Regions from separate parts of the Zea mays genome. Here all the other regions are linked to region 2. Evidence: chromatin contacts called from public Hi-C data. All regions are on one chromosome and are shown on one strand. Each heading gives the region's core, a stretch centred on a gene start, on an enhancer-like site or on the middle of the called end of the contact. The rest is flanking DNA. Distances are from core to core; before and after follow the strand shown.

Evidence for each region. Hi-C and Micro-C count contacts between places; a contact is called where the count stands out from the background.
Region 1: a Hi-C map of ear shows a contact between it and region 2, with 2.0 times the contacts expected there. The contact joins the promoter of LOC100281389 here to the promoter of LOC100193686 in region 2. A contact is called at or near these places in 2 of 25 Hi-C or Micro-C datasets (ear and tassel).
Region 3: a contact with region 2 is called in a Hi-C map of bundle sheath, with 3 times the contacts expected there. The contact joins the promoter of LOC103653170 here to the promoter of LOC100193686 in region 2. A contact is called at or near these places in 7 of 25 Hi-C or Micro-C datasets (bundle sheath, ear, endosperm and 3 more) and 1 of 3 datasets of contacts at active chromatin or transcription factors (leaf).

What each region holds. Positions count from the first base shown.
Region 1 is chr4:42,427,777-42,430,476 of Zm-B73-REFERENCE-NAM-5.0, forward strand. LOC100281389 reads right to left here and starts at 1,428. Exons shown (of 6, transcript NM_001154307.1): 1 at 1,030-1,428; 2 at 538-732; 3 at 91-405. The coding sequence starts at 1,191.
Region 2 is chr4:42,762,385-42,765,084 of Zm-B73-REFERENCE-NAM-5.0, forward strand. It overlaps LOC100193686, which reads left to right and starts at 1,365. Exons shown (of 11, transcript NM_001138778.1): 1 at 1,365-1,709; 2 at 2,237-2,303; 3 at 2,407-2,526. The coding sequence starts at 1,579.
Region 3 is chr4:42,456,835-42,459,534 of Zm-B73-REFERENCE-NAM-5.0, forward strand. LOC103653170 (F-box protein At5g39450) reads right to left here and starts at 1,408. Exons shown (of 2, transcript XM_008680132.4): 1 at 1-1,408. The coding sequence starts at 1,301. LOC100283849 reads left to right here and starts at 2,285. Exons shown (of 4, transcript NM_001156747.1): 1 at 2,285-2,599. The coding sequence starts at 2,411.

The sequences.
Region 1 (2,700 bases), core at 178-2,677, 330 kb before region 2:
TAAAGTAAAACCACATCTACATCTTTACCTATATCAGAGAGAACAGCACAGGGAACAAAGAAGGAACCAGTGAAACAAACAAACAGGTACCTGCTTAATATCATGGTCAAACAGCGCAGGGTTCTGTGCATAATCCCCATTTCTCATCTTGGCATCAATTATTTGCAAACCAATAACGTCGTCTGGCTTACTGCCGTGGAATGTTGCAGCTAGCAGATCACACAACATGGCAAACTTCTCGGAGATTAGAATGTCAAAGAGAGTGTCGTGGCACATCGCCTTGTTGGCTTCCAAAGATGCAACTGTTCCATCTTCTAACTTAACCAAGGCACCACTACTCTCTTCAGAATGTAGAGCTCCAGTAGCGTCCTCTTCGTCTGTTCCTCGGTCATCAACTAAGTTTCCCTGGTAGATCCAGAAAACAGAAGTGAAGCTTTTGTTAGGGGAAAGATATGTATGTTCCCAAGAGGAAAAGCATTAGACGAGGCGAGCATGCACAGGCTATGTTCAATCTGAAGGACCGGATGGGTTACTAACATGTTCTGTGGGATGCCAACCATTATATCTGAGCGCATCTCGGATGCAGTTCTGAATCCCTCCGGCGCTCTGGTTCACAGCAGTGGATCGAAGGACGCCCTCCAGCGTGTCCCTCCAGCTTCTCCAGTGCCTGTCCAGCGTTTGGCGCCCACCTTGCTGGGAATTGGTGGCGTGCACCACCGCGCTCATCTGATTCTGCTCAAGGGGGGAGCAGGGGGTAAAATGACAAATCTCGTGAAACAAGAGCCATCACTGAGCTATATAATTCGTCACCCAAGAAGACGAGTGACAGCATTACAGGACACCCTAACACAGAGAGCAAACGTTGCGATACAGAAAGGGAATCTTTGCAAGACGGATCCGAAATCTAGCGGCGTATAAACGAAATCTACTAGTAACTGAAGGCACCACGAGGCTGGAGAGACGCTCGCTCTAGTAAAACCCACGTCGTCGTCATGGCAAAAGAGATAGGGTTTGGAGGGCAATGCGTACCTTGACGGGATCGGGGTCGGGGCCCGACGTGACGGCGCTGTGGCCGGCGTTGGCGCCGGTGCCGCGGCGTCGTCTCTTGTAGGTGAGGACGTCGGGTTGGACCAGGCCTCCCGAAGCGGGGCGCTTGGGACGGCGGCCTCTGGGGGCACCGTCGGAGGCCATACGCGGACACAGCTAGCAGAGCGTGTCTCCCAGGCCAAAGAAACGGCGGCGAGATGGGGAACGGGAAGCGTGAGGAGGAGAGGGTCAGGGCAGTGAGGAGGCGGCGACAGGGCTAGGGTTTGATGGGAAATTAGAGATCTTGGTGGGCAACCGAAGCACGCCGGAGCGGAGAGGGACGAGGGGAGGGTGGGAGGACGAAGCGAAGCCGCTGCAAGCGGTTGTCCAAACCGGAGGAGCGGGGGAAACTAGCGCCGAGAGCCAAAACCTTGTCCTTCGACACCGCACACACTTCGTCCACTGTCACCACACAGCTAGGTTAAATTATTGGAAAACTTCCCTCTTGGATGGATTGAAAGAGTGAGGTTTGTCTAGACGACATGAACCAACGTCAATAGCTGCGGAGAACTTAAACGATTGAGCTAGTTGCAAGAATAAGAACATAACCATCACATTTTCACCAAGTTCACTGGAAAACAAGTAACAAAATTGAAACATGCATTTTTTTTTATAATGCCAATGGTCGAGCGCGGCGACAATTGCCATTATGAAACAACAGAGAAGTGGTTTCGATAAATTGGAGGCGTTGCCGATGGATTCTCTGTTTTGGAGACGCAGCCAACAGACAAACTCTAAAATGGATACGAGCCGGTCAATAGGGGCTGAGCAAACAGAGATTAGTCTCCTTTCGCCATTATCGTCGCCGTGCTCAGACGTCGTCTGGCGTCGTATTCTTCTCTCCGTCGCGGACAGCTCTTGCGTCTCCTCTGCGTCTGGCGGTCGTCTTCTTCTCTCCTCCTCTTGCAGCGGTGAGTTCTCGTCGTCCTCCATTCGAAACCGCTCCTCTCAACTCCCGTTTATCTGAGTTCTCCTCGACTCGTCTTGCTTAGGGTTTATCTGAGTTCGGATCCATGGAGTTCGATCCGTTTGGCATTTCGCCAGGCTGCAACTCCCCCGATCTACACCTTGTGCAATCACCGTTTACCACTCTTGCTTCACCGAGCTCAACTGCGTCACTAGTGCCATTGGGGGTACCGAGTTCAACTGCGCCACTAGTGCCATTGGGGGAAATAGTTGGCAGTGAGGTGAGCTCAATTTACAGAACTATGTCATTAATTGTGAAAATAATATCGTTGATGATTGGATGCTCCTGCATTGTCTGTAATATAGGAAGTTCAGAGGATTGATGGAACAACACAACTGGACTGGGATTCGATTATAGTTTCTAATGTATTGGATGAAGAAGGAAGAGTACAAGTACCATGCGAAAATGAGATATATTGTAATCTTGGACTCAATACAGATGATGAGGCTGCAAATAATAGAAAGCGTGATAGATTTTATAGCAGTGGTACAACTTGTCATTGAAAGGGAATTAGGCTTACACCCATTTCCTAATTGATTTTGGTGGTTGAATTGCCCAACACAAATAATTGGACTAACTAGTTTTGCTCTAGTGTGAAAGTTATACAGGTGCCAAAGGTTCACACTTAGCCAATAAAAAGGCCAAGA
Region 2 (2,700 bases), core at 115-2,614:
CACAGGCTATTTGTACTAGTTGATATGTCGGGGACTAAGGGCCTGTTTGTTTACCCCCGAGATTATATAATTTGGATTAAATAATCTTAAGAGGCAAACAAACAGTCCAGCTTATTTGACTAGATTATATAATCTAACCCCTTGGATTATGATAATCCATAAGCAAGTGAGGAGGTGCTTATTTCAGATTATTTTTTTCCCACTTCCCCACTACCCTTTCAAGTTTCCTAGAAATTACCCACCATTGCCATTATAATCCACCGAATCGTTTTTGCGCCTAGTACTAGTCAATTTGGGGATGAAGAAGGTGACATGAATGCCTTCCGTGATAATATTGCTAATGCAATATTTGCCAATGTCAATTGATTTTTTTTTTCATATATGAGTTTCAACCTAGTACAAATATAAAGGGCATTCTTGTCTTTCTCATACAAAAAAATCTTATTAACAACTCAAATAATCTGGGTAAACAAACAGGACTACCGAGATTATATAATCCAGATTATATAATCCTCCAAAAATAATCCAGATTATATAATCCATGGGGGTAAACAAACAGGCCCTAAAAGGGTCCGTCGTCGCCTGTCAACTCAACCGCACCACGCACTTTGGGTACACCAAACCAAACCGCCGCTGCAGAATCGCAACGGATCCACTCACGTAGGTCTGGAACTGGAACAAGTATACGTCGGTCCGCAACAGAGACGGCACGGTGGTTGCGCGGTGGTTTGCCTTGCGATTTGCATGCATGCATGCATCACGATAATAATCGGCTGCACCCACCGGACACCGGCAGAGCAAGCAACTCGCTACCTAATCCTAATAATCGGCTGCAGCCACCGTACCTAATGACACCCTGCAGCAAAAGCAAGCATGCACGCAGCAGCAGGACGCGCGCCATCACTGAGACCCACCCGCTACGCGTCGCCGTCTCCCAGCCGCCATCCCTCCCCGCTAGCTACTATTCGCTAACGGCTAACCCTTTCTCTCTGCTCGCCTCGCCATTACTGTTCGGACTGAGCTCTGCCTGCTGGAGCCTGGACTACATCGTGATGATGGCGGAGGTGCCTGCGCTCCTCTTTAACAATTTCTCCCTTCCTTTCCTTCTTTCTTTCTTTCTTTTATGCCCGTCTCCTTTTCTTAATCTTTTTTCCCCTGACGAGCGTTCGAGCGCGCGAAGCCCTGGGCCTGCGCGTATCTTCCTGCAGGGTTTCATTTCGTCCTCCCGGCCCCTCCCTCTCTTTATTAGCTTTCCTAATGATTTCCTCTGGCCTCAGCTCGAGCTCGCTCGTGCGTGGGCCAATATAATCCTCCACAAATCCCACCCCGCCTCTCATCACGGCCTCCCCTCCCCTGGTACTATACGCGTGTTCCGCCGCGAGCTCCATTAGCGCGGCTAGCTCCCATGCTCATCGCTTTCGCTGACCTTTGAGAGCCATATTCTGTTCCTCCTCCTCCTCCTCCTCCTTCAGTTGGTAGCGCTCGTCATCATTCCAGGCAGCAAGATCGCATGACACACAGCTGAAGCTCGGCTTTGGCGCTTCTTGGTGACCGAAGCACGCGCAGCATCCATCCGCCATGGAGAGTGCCGGCGGACGACCAGAGGCGGCGGCGGCGGCGGTGCTCAAGGTCAAGGGAAGAGACGCCGGAAGAAGACCGAACGGGGCTCACTCGTCTTCTTCCTGCCTGCAACACCGACACTCCAGAAGGTTAGTTAGCATCAAGCATGAAGCACCCATTCTGGCTTTTTTTAGTTATTCACTTATTCCTTGTTTCTTTCTTTCTTTCTTTCTTTTTTCCAGCGAAACTGACCGTATGTTCCTTATATTATTATATACACTGCAATTCTCTGTGCCCTGTCTTTGTCGATCACTTCACTTCGCTTCAGTTGATATGGACCGCTCAGCAACGCTGAAACTTTGTGTTCTAGGCTTCTGCTGTACTTCCAGAGCTGTTTTTTTTTTCCAGCTACCGCTGTTCGATCCCTTTTCTGTCGGTGAATACTGAATAGCAAGACAGACACTTCAGCTGCACTTCCAGAGCCATTTTTCCAGCTCCGTGTCATCTGCTTGCTAGTTGCTACCATGTTTCTGGCGCCATTCTACTGGAAAAAAAAATAAAGAAAGAAAGATCATAGTTATCCAGTCGTCAGTAGCTTTAAACCACGCACCGATCCTCTTGTTGGCTCGGTGGTGTCCTTCTGACCTCAACCAGTCATTGTGTTTTTTTTTTCCAGAACAACGAGCGCGTCGTACGTAAATGCTCCCGACGTGTCGCCGCGACTCTCCGCCGGTCACATACCTGTGGGTAACCTAACCCGCCTTCGGTTCTTGCTCATGTTCGTCAAACTGACATACTGAAAGCTCGCGTCTTCCACGCCTTTTATTTCCATGCATGGTTGCGCAGGCGGCCATCAGTCGCAGTGAGGTGCTCGACGACACAAGGCGTTCGCTCGACCTCCCTGACCAGTTTCCCGAGCATCGCGTCGCCGCAGCCACAGAGAGAGCTGAAAGAAGCGGTTCGAAGGTTAGTGTTAGCTGGCTCATGATCTTGGAGGGCCAGGGCCTAGCTGTTTTTTCTTTCTTTCCAAAAGCTGTTATTAGAGTGCAGGTCTTCCGACTTCCGTCCATGCTTTATTACCAATCACATTCCTGGCTGTTATCCATCTCTTGTGCCAGCACAATGATGCTTTGTCATATC
Region 3 (2,700 bases), core at 158-2,657, 310 kb before region 2:
TTGGGATGGACAACATAGTGTGTTCCCTCCAACACCTTGGTCGCGATCAGCTGAAGCTTCCCCTCACTGTCCTCTTCATATGAGAGTAGCAGAAAGAAGAGAGCCTTCTTGGGCTTGCATCCATCGTCTGGCCGCCCCGGTGGCCACCCGAATGTGCCTCCCCACAGACCGGCGTACTCCCTTCCCGGCATGGGCGCCTGCACCCTGAGCTTGTAGAGCGCGAACCGGTTGTCATGCATGCTCGGCCACGCACGGTAAGTGGACAGCCGCATTCTTGCGCCGCGGAGGCTCAGCCCGACACTCTCCCCGTCGTGTAGGAAGTCAGACAAGGAGAGATGTTTGGCGTCCACATTGTCGGCCCTGGAATTTGCAGACACTGACCGTGTGACCATCTGGCGCAGGCCGTTCCTGAAATACCCCGCCACGGCAGAGAGGCTCCTCCGCAGGGGAATCCTGTGCCCACCGTCGGTCGTGGTCGTCGTTGTCGCCTTCTTCCTGGCTTCCAGAAGGAGGCCCTGGACCTCCGGCGTGCGCACCATGCCCCCCGCGGACTCCCTGTGCAGGCGCAGCATGGCCTCCCGGCGCGCGGCGAGCAGCGGGAGGTCGTCCTCGGAGCACGCGAAGAGCGGGGCGTCGACGAGGTCGGGCGGCAGCGTGACCCGACAGGCGGCGACGAGGGAGTCGAGCAGGCGGCGGCGGTCGCCGAAGGAGAGGCGGGCGAAGCGGTGTGGGCTGGAGGAGGAGGAGGAAGCGAACGGATCCCTGGCGATGTGCGCCTCGAGAAAGATGACGTTGGCGTGGGGCTGCAGGGAGGCGAGCAGGCCTGGGAAGAGGTGGGCGTGGTGGTGGCCGTGGAGGAAGAGGAGCGCGGGGCGGCCGTGGGCGTCGGCAAGGAGCTCGAAGACGGGCGCCCAGCGGAGGCGCGGGGAGAGCTCCTGCGGTATGGCGCGGGCGGCGACGACGGAGAGGAAGCCCGGGACAGCAGCGACGAGGTTGCCGAGCTCGGGGTTCTGGTGCGCCCAGAGGCCGAGCAGCGGCGCGGCGGAGTGGAGGAAGCGGCAGACGGCGAGGGAGGAGCCCGCGGCGGCGGCGCGCCACGCGAGCAGGTGCGGCTGCGAGGGCAGCAGGCGGCGGCACTGCGCCAGCCACGCCTTGTCGGCCGAGAGCGCGCGGCGGAGGCGGCGGGACGCGGCGGACAGCGCGAGGAGGTCGCGGGGTCGGAGGTGCGCCGAGATGAGCGCCAGCACGTCCTCCGGGAGGGAGAGGATGAGGTCGGCGCCGTCCCTGGCGACGGCGAGCATCGTGGGGATTTGGGGTGGGTGGGTGGGGAGCTGCTCTGTTCCCTCCCTCAGATTTCTTCTTCCTCCTCGCCCACCACGATAATAATTCCTCCTCGGCGTCGTCGTCGTGGTCGGGGAGGTTTATAAATAAAAAAATATTAATCCGGACGGCATCAGTCTCGTGTCCACTACTATCAGACCGAACGCACACGCACCACTGAAGCTGCTATCAATAACCCCCTAACTTTAGAAATTAGAATTGGACCTGCTGCTTTCCTTCCACTTTTTGGATAATCGTTTATTATAAACCACTTATGCAAGAATAAGAACCGTTTACTCCCAAGTTTGAAAATTTTGCTTTCACAAACTGCCTTGCTAGAATTCAAATGCTTAAATTTTAGTTTTAGAAGGGTTCATCATTCTCACGAAATGACAATGCATTTGCCATTCATCTTATTATCTTATTATTGTGACGGCAACTAGTTAAATTTTCACTTTTAACTACTGGATAGGAAGGTATCTTAAGGCTTATTTAAGAGCAAGAATATTGGATGGATTGCCGGGGCAAAATTTATCTTGCTATTTAAAATTTAATAGAAGATGATTTTAGACCCTCAAATCATTGGTTTCAAAATTTAATAGTAAGATGATTTTAGTTTCTTCAATTTTCTTCGGTATCGTTGCTCTCAAAAAGCTCAAGTGCTTTTGAGAACTGAGGCATGTATTCTAATGACTAATTTTAAGTCCCTATATTTTATTCGCTAAATTATTAAATATAAAAATTAAAACTCTATTTTAATTTTCGTATTTGATAATTTAGGAACTAAAATAGAATAAAATGAAGAGTCTAAAATTACTCAGGAAATTAGACCAATGCAAAAGTTTTTTTTCAGGAAAAGGCATCATTTTTTTGGAGAATTGAAAACGGTGGGACAGCACTTTTCCGAGAGAAAATACGGGGCCAGCCCATCTTTAAACGGGCCTCGGTTGGCTTTGGCCTAACCCATTTTCATGAAGCCCAGTAAGGGAAGGGAGAGCCGATTCATTTGCATTTTTCTGAGCAGATGCAGATCGATCCCGAGTTCCGCTGACTGCAGAGGAGAGAGATCTAGAGCGAGGGAGGGAGGGAAATGGGCCACGAGGCTGCGGCGCCGGGGTCGTCGGTGCTCGGCCGCGCGGTGGAGGAGGTGCGCTCGGCCCTCAACGAGCACGCCGACGTGGTTGCCGACCTCTTCGGTCGCGTCTCCTCCGAAGTGCGCACCGGCTTCGCGCCCGCCGTCGACTCCTTCGTTGGCTTCTTCCACGCCGTCGACTGGAAGGTATACGCGCCCGCGCTCCGCCCCCTCCCGTCGTGGTTGATGGAATGAAATCTCTATATTGTTCTTATGCGTGCTTGGATCTAGCTACGCTGCTATGTATG